Regions from separate parts of the Mus musculus genome. Here regions 2 and 3 are each linked to region 1. The links are chromatin contacts, called in public HiChIP or PLAC-seq and promoter capture Hi-C maps. All regions are on one chromosome and are shown on one strand. Each heading gives the region's core, a stretch centred on a gene start, on an enhancer-like site or on the middle of the called end of the contact. The rest is flanking DNA. Distances are from core to core; before and after follow the strand shown.

Region 1 (3,502 bases), core at 559-3,058:
TAGAGAAGTGGTTTTCAACCTTCCAAATGCTGCAACTCTCCATTACAGTTCCTCATGTTGTTGTGACTCTCAACATAAAATTATTTTTATTTCTGATTCATAACTGTAATTTTGCTACTGTTATGAATCAGGATGTAAATATCGGTGTTTTCTGATGGTCTTAGGAGACTCCTGTGAAAGGGTTGTCTGACCCCAAACGGGTCATGACCCACAGGTTTGAGAAATGCTGGTCCAGAGGATCTCTTAGATGAAAAATTCCTCCTCTATTCAAATAAAGCACATTTATGATTTTATTAAAAATGGTCTATGAAATATATAACATTAGTTGGCTCCAAAAAAATCTATCTCCACTTTTTATCATATAGACAATTGGTCTTTTCTGTGTATATTTTCTAATATAAGAATAGGGCACCACAAGGAATTTGTATTTTTAAATTAGGCAGTATCTTTTTACCTGGATGCTTGTAAACTTGTAAATTTTCATTCCATCAAGTTACATGTTTGTTTGAGGCAGGACCTATGAAACCCTGGATGGCCTAGAACTCACTCTGTAGGCCAGGCTGTCCTTAAGCTCTCAGAGAATTCCAGCTGCTCTGCATAGATTGCTAGAATTAAAAGAAAAGAAAAAACAATAACAAAATAATGGGGTGCTGAATCTCATTTTTTGTTATTTTTGCTTCCAAGCAGTGTTTGTTATTTAGGTTCTCAAAGATACTTGTTAAAATAATAAAATTATGTACTGTGATATGTATTTATGGTCTCCTGTCTGTGCTTTATTGTGAGAGAATGCTTTTCATAAAACTAATGAATATCACCTTTAATTTCAGCACTCAGGAGGCAGAGGCATGTGGATCTCTGTGAGTTCGAGATCAGCCTGGTCTACAGAGTGAGCTCCTAGACAGCCAGGACTATACAGAAAGACCCTGTCTTGAAAACCCAGCTCAACGCAAACTAAACCAAAAACAACGCCCCTCCCACCCCAAACACCTAATGAATGTAAAAGAAAAGGGATGAGAGGAAAGGGAAAAGGGTGAGCTATTGCCTGCCAGTCTAAATTGAAACTTCATTCTGTCTGAATCATTTCAGAGGAGAGAAGTTGTACAATGAACCCCTGAATCTGGTTCCATGGACTTAGCGGCAGGTGGGGGCAAATTCCAATAAGGAATGGTTAAGGAGGGAGGCTATTATTGGTCCAATTTTAATGTCAAAGGTTAGAGTTGGTTAGGACACTTGCCATAGAACTGAGACTAAGTTAGTGTTTTGAGCCCCGCCTCTCCTTTTCCCTCCCCTCCAGTCCCATTTGATCTCAGAGCCAGGGACAACCCAGGCTCATTATTTACTTAATCAGGCCAGTGGCTGCAGATTCAGAAATCTCAAGACCTGAGTTAAGAACTGAGTTAAATACTATTTCTCAACTGTTTCTGCGTTTCCTCAGCAGCCTTCTTGACACCGCAGGGTTCTTCCTGTGGCAGTGTACCATCGCCCAGGTAGGGGACTCCCCTCTACCCGTTCCTTTCCTGGGCCACTTACCAGTCTGCAGTTGGACTGCTGCGCCCGGGGCCTGAGGATTATAGCAGGCTTCCAAAGCCTCTTTGTGTGATGCAGGCAGCACACCACAGGGGAGAAGTGAAAGCAAGCTTGTTTTACCAACCACAGGATTGGTGTACTCATCGTTGTGGGAACAGCCAGTGTTCAGTCAGCTAATGTGACGCACTGGGGCAGGATTCAGCCCAGAGATCTGATTTGTCCTGGATGCCTCAAAGGGTTTTTCTCTATCCTGAGTTTTCCCAGCTGAAAACCACTGCTTTGTATTCGGATGCAAATGTTTGGTTCTCCTATTTGCATTCTGGGGAACTGTCTCAAACCCTGTGGTTTTTGTTCTGTAGCTTTCTATTATAGTTACTACTTCAAGGATTTATTTTCAGTGATTGGTTAATTATAGAACTGCCAGAAATGGCAACAATATGCACAGTTAATTATAAAGTTATTTAACCATAGTAACTTATATAGTATGCTGTATTGTATGTAAGGCAGCATGCTAGGTGCTAGGAGTGGGGAGGTATAGCTAGACTTTGTATTCAAAGAATACTGCCAGGAGAGGTTGTAAAGTGCACTGGCCTTTTATCACACAGGACAGCAAGATAAGGGCCACCAGAAAGCTCTCCGAAGTTGTAGCGAGGAAATGGGAATTCGGTGCTTAAGAAGCAGGTGACCCAGAAATTGGAACTTGAAGGTTGAGTTGCATATGCAAGTTTCATCTGAAGGAGATGAGAAATATCCTAAGTGAAGAGAATAGAATGGTCATGAGACTAGGGAGCAATCCAGCTAGGCTGGAGTGAACAGCTAGGGTGGGCTGAGGGCCATACGAGGTCTTTAAGTGCCTCGCCTGCTCAGGTAGTTTCAACAATTACAAGTGATTTGTGATTGAATGGATGGAATTCACATGGAGGAATGAATGATGCAGCCAGATTTACATGTAGGAGATTTAATATTCACATTATTGCACTGGTGGAAAAGCATCTTCCCCGCTCATCCAGATAAATTAGAATCTCTAGACCTGATGAGAGCTGGAGGCAATTGTCTGAGGTCTCTAACCCTTAAGATGGTCCAGTGGCTCCAGGAACTCATCTCACTAAGTTTCTCTTTCCAGACTTCAACTGAGAGGCTGCCAAGAAAGAGTCAAGGGCCTGAGTTAGGCAGCAGGAAGTGACACATAGGAAGGAGAAGTTGAGGTACCAGGGCTGAGGAAGATGGGCTTCGGATAGGAAAAAATCTGTAGTCCCAGGAGAGAGACTGATGAAGACAGAGTTACCCGTGCAGAATTTTGAGCCTGGGGAATTTATATGTAAGCCACAGAGTCATCTTTTTTTCAAATTTCCCCTACTGGCCTGTGCCACTGGGGTCAGAAGAACTGTGCTGTAAGGAGAGTGAGCAAAATGAATTCAGTGCCCACAGAGAGACTGAAGCGAGATGTTTGCTGGTGGAAGAGCTGATTCAGAAGAGGAGATAAAGAGTTGAGAGTCGGGTCGAAGACATAACTGGAGAACTTACGAATCAAGATGAGATTACTAAGGGCCAACGTTGAAATTAAAGGGTAAAGGTCCAAGGTTATACTTTGACATTTCCTTGGTGATAAGAGGTCAGTAGAGGAGATTAACATTTGCTAAGTATCATTGCATTTCATTATGATGGGAGGTCTGAGTAGGAGTCATTAACCTCTCTTAACCCTTATTTTATTTTCGATAAAACTTGAGGTTTGGCAGGGTTAAGATGTTTGCCTAAAGTTACCAGCTAATGAAGAAGGAAGCTGACGGGAAGCAGAATAGTTAAACAGCAGCAAAGTTAAAAGAGCAGTTAAATGTTAGAATAGCTCATCTCCCAAGCCAAGAATGGAAACAGGCGTAAGCAGGTGGTGGCAGCCATATCAAGTACTCCATACAAAAAGTTTGAGGAGTATAATAGGATCAGTAACATGGAGCATAGAGCAGACAGATATGTAAAT
Region 2 (3,502 bases), core at 679-3,178, 100 kb after region 1:
TCCCAGGCACGACTACACTAATTGTTTCATTAATTCTACTTTTAAAAAGGCAGTGCCAAAGTAATTGTTTTAAATTATATTTTGTGGAGTGTGTGTGTGTGTGTGTGTGTGTGTGTGGCAGGGCAGGCACCCGGGTCACAGTGTATAGTGACAGTCAGAGGTAATTTATGAGGGCTGGTTTTCTCTTTCTATCACACGGATCTCACTCGGGGACCCTGGAACTCTATGTCTTCTCCGTTCAGCACCCCCCACTGAAAGCTGGGATTATACGCGTGCCCCTCCACACCCCGCCCCATCAGAGCCTTTTAACATTTTCATAGACACTGTAGGCACCTACGCCGTGGGAGGTGGCTGTAGTATTAAATGTGAACCTAAATTATTAGGGTGCAGATCTGCCCACGCTTGCTGGCCAATAGATTTAAAGGTCAACATGCTTAGCCAATACTTAAACTGTAACCTTGCTGATGTAACCTGTGCCCCTAAAAATATAAAAAAATGCTTGTAATAGCCATTTGGGGGTCGCCCTCTAGTTACTGGCCTCAAGGGACTAATTGAAGGTTGACCCCAATGCGCCAGAAAATAAACCTCTTGCTTTTGCATGGAAAAAAATTATTAGGGCACAGAATCACTGTCTTCAGTAGCATGCAGGCTGATGGAACTCATTACAGCAGACGCACTAACATTTAACAAAACACCTTTCTGTTTAGGATTGTCCCAGCCACCTCGATTTTGTCTTTCTCTTCCTGAAAATTGGAGAGTAAAGTATGAGTGTCTTGGAGATGCAAATGGATGGGGAAAATATGTTTTAAATTGTATTTTGATATGACAGCTAGAGGTGTGAGTTAATACAGATTAGAAACAAAATGGGTGTATTGAGGAAATGTCTTTCAGTGAATGGAAGTTGGATTCTGTGAAGATGTCAGTGTGGATTCAAGTTTGTCATTATTTGTCTATTTTTCTTTCTTGCTACAAAATGTCAGTGTAAAAAGAAACAGTGATGAAAAATGATCTGTGTTGTCCTGTTTGAAAGTCTTTAAATACAGTAACTATAAATGCTCAGTCAGTATAGCTGCATAGATCTAAGGTTTAAAGGATTTAAAAGGAGCCTGAGGCTGAGTTCCACTGTCCTGACTGATTTGGATGGATAAACCTTGAGATGAATTTGAGGATGATGGTGGTGATGGTGATGATGTAGGTGTGGTGTGTGTATGTGTATACATGTTCCACGGCACACGTGTAGAGGTCAGAAGACAACTTTGTGGAGCCAGTCATTTCCTTCCACCTTTATGTGGGTTCTGGGGATCAGACTCACATCACGAGCTTTGCACGGCAGGCACTTTTCCCAGTGGGACACCTCGCTGCCCCTCCCACAGCTTTTGCTATGTGAGCCTGGGTATTCAATAGGCAGAGATGCACTCGAGTATAATCTCTTCCTTGGCTTACCCTTGAAGAGGCTTTGGTCTTTCATGTTTTGTTGAAATAGTTATTAAAACGTTGTTACAACTAAATAACGTAAATACTATTGAGGTCAGCTACAGAATTACTCAGAATTGCCTATATCCTTACTCTAACTGCTATAGATAAGGGAACTTGCGACCTGTGGACCATAACATTTTAGAGAAATTTGATGCGAAGACTTTGATCTTATATTACACATGGCTTGAAAGGTAATTTTATAACTTGCAAAAATGTGGCTCTCAGAGAAAATTTCGAGAAGGCTGATGTGCAGTAACAATGTATACAACCACAGGTTATGTGACAGGTATGGCACAGCGCGGCCAGTGCATAGTCACTGCAAGTGTTACCGATCAGCTGGCTGGAGTCCTTTGGTCAGCCGGATGTTGTGGGTGGGCGAAGAGAGGCTCTTCCATGTTGGCCTGGGAGCCCAGTGTATCTATCTATTCCGCAGTGTGGCGCTGCAGTACTGAGCTGTAGGCAGGAGCAGCAGAAGCAGCTGGTGGCGCCCTCTAGTGTCAGACTCTCGTGAATGCTCTGCACATTGAGATCCTTGGCTGAAATGGTAGAGAGCCTAGGCTACTAAAACCCTTAGTTTCTCAAGTGTTGCACCTGTTGTGTGAGCCCAGGGAGTGGAGATTCCCGAGTGAGTGCCTGCCTGTTTCAGCTTCTTGGCAGGCCTGGTTACGGCTGTGTTACGGCAGTGCTACAGCTGGTTCCCAGGATTAGGGTGTCTGAGACCCAGACCTAAATGTTTTACAGCTTTCTGGTTTACACTCTTCCAGTGACCAGAGTCTGAAGCTTTTCCTCCCTGGGTCTTTACATCTTTCCATTCTTCCCTAGCCTCAGTTCACTGACCTTTCTACTTCTGTCGTCACCTTATTCCTGCTTTGTCCGGAACTCTCTAGCCACCCCTTGCTTGGCTGTCAAGTGGCCGGCTACCTCTTTTTGCTTTTGCAGACCAGTCTGACAGCTGCTTAGCTCCGGCTCTGAGCTAAGCTGCCCCTCCACCACCGTTGCCTCTTATTCTGTCTGTCACCCAGCTGTCATGGCTGCTGCCACTCCTCCGGCTCTGCCATCTGCCGCTTCTTCCTTTGTGGTTCTAGCTCAGTCCAAGAACTGATCACTCAAGAGAAGCATTTTGTGGTCTGATATTGCAACACTGGGGGAGGCTGCACAGAGAGGGTCTAGTAGGTAACTGACCGAGTGAGCTGAGAAGCCTGCTGGTATAGCAAGAGAGAGAGAGGGGGGGTAGAGGGAGGGAGAGAGAGGGAGGAGAGAGAGGAAGAGTGGGAGAGAGAGAGGGGGAGAGAGAGGGGGGAGGGAGAAGGAGAGAGGGAGGGAGAAGGAGAGAGGGAGGGAGAAGGAGAGAGGGAGGGAGAGGGAGAAAGGCAGAGAGGGAGAAATAGAGGGAGAGAGGGAGAGAGGGAGAGGGAGTTTGTACCAATCACAGCACACTCCACATGAAAATGACTGTTGTATTTGCACCAATCATGCCCTTTAGCATCAACCATAGCGTTCCCTTGTTGGGTCCTGGGGCTTTCTCTGGTCTAGGTGGAAATGTTTCTATCATTTAAAGTTCACTAAACCTTGTGACAGCTAAAAAATTCAGTGCAAGTGGCTTAAATCCATCCTGCGTGGAGCCACACGTTCAGGAGGCAGAGCTAGCAGCTGTGATGGACATATACCCTTCCTTAGGGCTCAGCAGGGTGTTCAAAATGGCCGTGGTAGTCTTGCTGTCTGTTTGAAATCTACTTGTTTTGCTCAAGGGCGTGGGGCAGCTAGGGAGAGTCCAACAGCTGTCAATTAGGGAATCACACTACCTTACACCCAAACGTCTTTCCTTACTTACAGGCCAATGGACATCAGAAGGAGGGCTCACAATGAGAACATAAAGGGATTAACAGTGGATGATTTTTAATGATGCTGACAGTATAACACTGGTTGACCTGCCTGGTGTCTCGAGGAGGAAAGATTGGTTCCCCCAACCCCCCACTAGCCCCATTTGTCTAAGAAGTATTATAAAGTAGATGCTGTTGGGAACTTT
Region 3 (3,502 bases), core at 526-3,025, 75 kb after region 1:
TCTATATATAATTTGTTATTGATACACTAATTTCAGGATTATTTCAATCAAATATTGAGAAAGACTTAAATGAAAAAGTCATGTTCTGAGCATGTCCTCTGGTTTAAGATTACCACTTAAACAATACTTTTTAAACAGTGTATAAAATATTTAATAATTAAAAAATAACTTTATTTAAAAGCAATTCTTTATAATTTTTAATGCACTTAAAGCATTATTTTTATAAACATTGCTGTCTTAGGGTTTTACTGTTGTAAAGAGACACCATGAAAAAGGCAACATTTAGTTGGGCCTGGGTTACAGATTTAGAGGTTCAGTCCATTATCATCAAGGCGGGAACATGACAGCAACCAGGCAGACATGGTACAGGTAGAGCTGAGAATTCTACATCTTCATCAGAAGGCTTCTATGAGAAGACTGACTTTCAGGCAGCTAGGGTGAGGGTCTTAAAGCCCATGCTCACAGTGACACACTTCCTCTAACAAGGTCATACCTTCTAATAGTGCCACTCCCTGAAACCACCACAATTGCCATATAGACTATGTCTACCTTTGCTCAATAATATCATAACATTTTTGGATAATTATCAAACACTCTGACTGAGGATGTGGCTCAGTGGGTAGAGTGCTTCCTTAAGGAGCCCTAGGCTTGCTCCTCAGCAAACACATGCACTGACTATGGTAGTGCATGCCTATAATCCTGACACCAATTGGGAGATGAGGCAGGAGGATCAAAAGTTCTAGGTCCTCCTCATGTACACAGTGAATACATAAGACCCTCTCTAGGGACAGACAGCTAGATAGTCACACAAATATATAGACATTTTAGTGAAATATTTTCAGAATATAATAGGTGGCACAATGAAGATGCATTGATTCACATAGGTCATATACACTCTGCTGGTAATGTAGTATCATACTAATAGAATTAACACCAATATTATACTATCAACTTTTGTCATCAATAAAATTACATGAAAGAGAATAGTTTACTTATTATGAGTGAATATATTGGTAGTGATGCTATGCACCCCCAACAACAGAGATTTTCTGACTTAGTTCAGGTAAGAAGAGACCCAAACAAATCAGCAGTTCCTAGTGACCTCAAAGGTCTGGTGAGATGTGGGAGGAGGGGAAAGAGGTGAGTATTTTCAAGACTTCTTGAGCCAAACTGTACTTAAGTTGCTTTGATTCATTGCAGTTGTGAATCCTCATAGCAGCGGGCCATTGCAGGAATGGAGCTGAGAAGATACCCAGGGCCCTGAGCACAGCTAGCGTGTGCAGGGCTGATCAGACCGTGATTTCTGCCCCACCTCTTCACAGAGCGACTGGGGAGCGCACACTGGAACTTGAACCCAGGTTTGACTGGCTACACATTGCAACAAGCTTGTGACATCCCATCATGACATTTCCTACATATAGAAAGTGATCGGTTCAGGACAACAGGAAGGTTTGCCTTGGTTTTCTGAAATTGATGTTCTGGGGTTTTTATGATCATTTCCAAGAGTTTTCACTTACTGACTGTGAGTAAGAAGAGCTGTTTGGTCAGAGGTAGAGGAAGTAAGCTTTCTTGCTCTTTCATTCTGTTTATTTGTTTACTCAAGCAACTGTGCTCATCTGTGAGGGTGACTTTTTGCCACGGAGGGGGCATCTGGCAATGTCGGGGTGGGGGGTATTTGAGGCTGTCACATCTGCGGTATCTTAGGGTACAACTGGCATGTAGGAGGTAGAGATCAGGAGTGTTTCAACACAGACAAAAGCAGAACTGGCCTGAAATGTCAGTAATATGGAGATCACGAAACCCTGCTGTAGCGGAAAACCATTATCTGCCGAAATACTGTTTCAGTAGCAGCCAGTAAATCACCCTTATTAAATGTGTTTCCGTTCGTCAGAATTATGCTCCTGCCATCACTCCCAAGACACCATCAGAAAGTGGCTTCTAACCTTTGGAGGGGGAGATTCCGACGGGATTAAGAGGATTACCACCATCACCCATGCAGAGAAGAGGAGGCTCCTCTTCAGAGCGAGAAGGGTGGCCCCTGAGTGGTTGGCGACAGCCAGAGCTCTGATGTGGAGATGTGTGTTTGTGTCTCTGTGACTGTTGCCCTTGGTGAGTTCTCCAAATATCTCCCTGCCTTATTTCCTCTATTAGTGGGCACAAGGGGATTTCTCACTCCTTGTTTGTTGGGAGCTTTTAATGAGATAATATATGCAAAGACAAACCTCTCAATGAATGTTTGCCTTTCTTCTTATTACTGGAGAGACTCGACTGAGGTGGTGCCTGCGAGCTGCCCATTCCATCTCTGGAGGGGACTCCAAGTTTCCCAGGCTTCTTTCCCTTCTTGGGCAATGGAAGTTGAGTCAGGGCTGCATGTGCTTGTCACAGACACGGGGAGGAGGCTCGCCCAGCTGGGGCCCTTTACTGCAGCTGACATGGGGTGGAGCCGGGGAGGGGAGGTGGAAAGGAAGGCAACAAATTCCATTTCCTTGTGAAACTTTGTCAACAAAAGGCCATTATCTCAGTCTCAGAGGAAGATGGGGGGCAGAGAGGGGAGAATGAGCAGGGCCCAGGCTGGTGGAAGGTCCCAGAAATCTCATTAGTCTCCTCCAGGCAGGAGACACCTTCTCTGCCCCTAGGACCCTGGGTTTTAAAGCAAGACTATGACAGCTTGAGGAGATGAGACATTGGCTTGGCTGTCAAAGAATTAAGGACAGAGAGGGCCGGTAGGATGTTCTCAGCATGGACCTCTGGCTCCTCACTCACATCTGGCTTGGGTTTACAGGAGAAGGGCCCTTGTTACTTGCAAACCCCTGCCTTCCTTTGTGTTTTGTAGACATAAGATGATAGTTTTAGAGTTTTTTAAAGCTGGAATTATGCCAACCTATCACCCTTGTTTTTCTCTGCCAGAAGTATCACCTTCTGCACCATAAGACCACTGCAGGAAAGAGTGCAGGGGGTGGGGGCGTGGCAGGGCGGGGGTGTATTTCTGATGCGTGCAGGTGTGGGGTCATTGGCTCTAACTACCCCTCTCTTTTGCTGCTGCCTCGAAATACTGCATCATTTTCTGAGGTCTTGGGCTTCGGCGTTCTTTGGTTTGTCTCAGCCTCTTCATTCCTTTTCTTGTCTTCCCGCTGTATTCCGGTTGTAGGGGAGGCTGCTGGAAAGTCGGTCGGAGAGAAACAGAATCTTCTCCGTAGAGGCTGAGGGATGGCAGCTCTGGTCTACACAGGTCCATGTATACGTTCCTTCTATCCACTTGGATCATCTGTGGACACTCCCTGTCGTGATGTAAATGAGGAATCCCCTGGGAGCTTGTGTCAGAGAGGTGATGTCCGCTTGCTCAGCATGCCGGGGTTAAGCAAGTGCAAGGGTATGAGTGTACAGTAAGCTAAGTGCTGGTTGTGATTCAGGGTTGTAGATGTCCATGGGCATACTGGCTGTGTCTGGGCTGGCAGCATCTAGCGTTAGGTGGTGAGTAGGCCCTGTCTTGGAGTTCAGTGTC

What was found. Promoter capture Hi-C pulls out the DNA fragments that hold promoters and counts their contacts. HiChIP or PLAC-seq counts read pairs in DNA pulled down with a chosen protein or histone mark.
Region 2: a contact with region 1 is called in an H3K27ac HiChIP or PLAC-seq map of microglia, with 8 times the contacts expected there. The contact joins the enhancer-like site here to the promoter of Il18 in region 1. A contact is called at or near these places in 7 of 39 promoter capture datasets (3T3-L1-derived adipocytes, the C10 cell line, liver and 4 more), 2 of 15 datasets of contacts at CTCF or cohesin (CD8 T cells and the NIH/3T3 cell line), 1 of 484 Hi-C or Micro-C datasets (forebrain), 8 of 115 datasets of contacts at active chromatin or transcription factors (CD8 T cells, the HPC-7 cell line, bone marrow-derived macrophages and 3 more) and 4 of 9 other capture datasets (adipose tissue, liver, macrophages and 1 more).
Region 3: a promoter capture Hi-C map of macrophages shows a contact between it and region 1, with 6 read pairs. The contact joins the enhancer-like site here to the promoter of Il18 in region 1. A contact is called at or near these places in 5 of 39 promoter capture datasets (the C10 cell line, liver, macrophages and 2 more), 2 of 15 datasets of contacts at CTCF or cohesin (CD8 T cells and the NIH/3T3 cell line), 1 of 484 Hi-C or Micro-C datasets (forebrain), 5 of 115 datasets of contacts at active chromatin or transcription factors (bone marrow-derived macrophages, effector CD8 T cells, embryonic stem cells and 2 more) and 4 of 9 other capture datasets (adipose tissue, liver, macrophages and 1 more).

What each region holds. Positions count from the first base shown.
Region 1 is chr9:50,553,006-50,556,507 of GRCm38.p6, reverse strand. It overlaps Il18 (interleukin 18), which reads right to left and starts at 1,808. Exons shown (of 7, transcript NM_001357221.1): 1 at 1,531-1,808. Bco2 (beta-carotene oxygenase 2) reads left to right here and starts at 1,370. Exons shown (of 12, transcript NM_133217.3): 1 at 1,370-1,487.
Region 2 is chr9:50,451,052-50,454,553 of GRCm38.p6, reverse strand. No RefSeq gene overlaps it. Among named protein-coding and RNA genes, the nearest start is that of Gm32462, 33 kb to the left of the region's middle. Within about 2 kb of position 1,928, at least 108 of the 459 cell types and tissues checked have an H3K27ac peak or open chromatin away from gene starts, as enhancers often do. A contact at or near this core is called in CD8 T cells, the HPC-7 cell line, adipose tissue and 4 more, where this site is marked.
Region 3 is chr9:50,477,929-50,481,430 of GRCm38.p6, reverse strand. Gm32462 (a long non-coding RNA gene) reads left to right here. Exons shown (of 5, transcript XR_379369.2): 2 at 1,201-1,358; 3 at 1,892-2,109; 4 at 3,149-3,325. Among named protein-coding and RNA genes, the nearest start is that of Gm32462, 6.4 kb to the left of the region's middle. Within about 2 kb of position 1,775, at least 60 of the 459 cell types and tissues checked have an H3K27ac peak or open chromatin away from gene starts, as enhancers often do. A contact at or near this core is called in the NIH/3T3 cell line, adipose tissue, macrophages and 2 more, where this site is marked.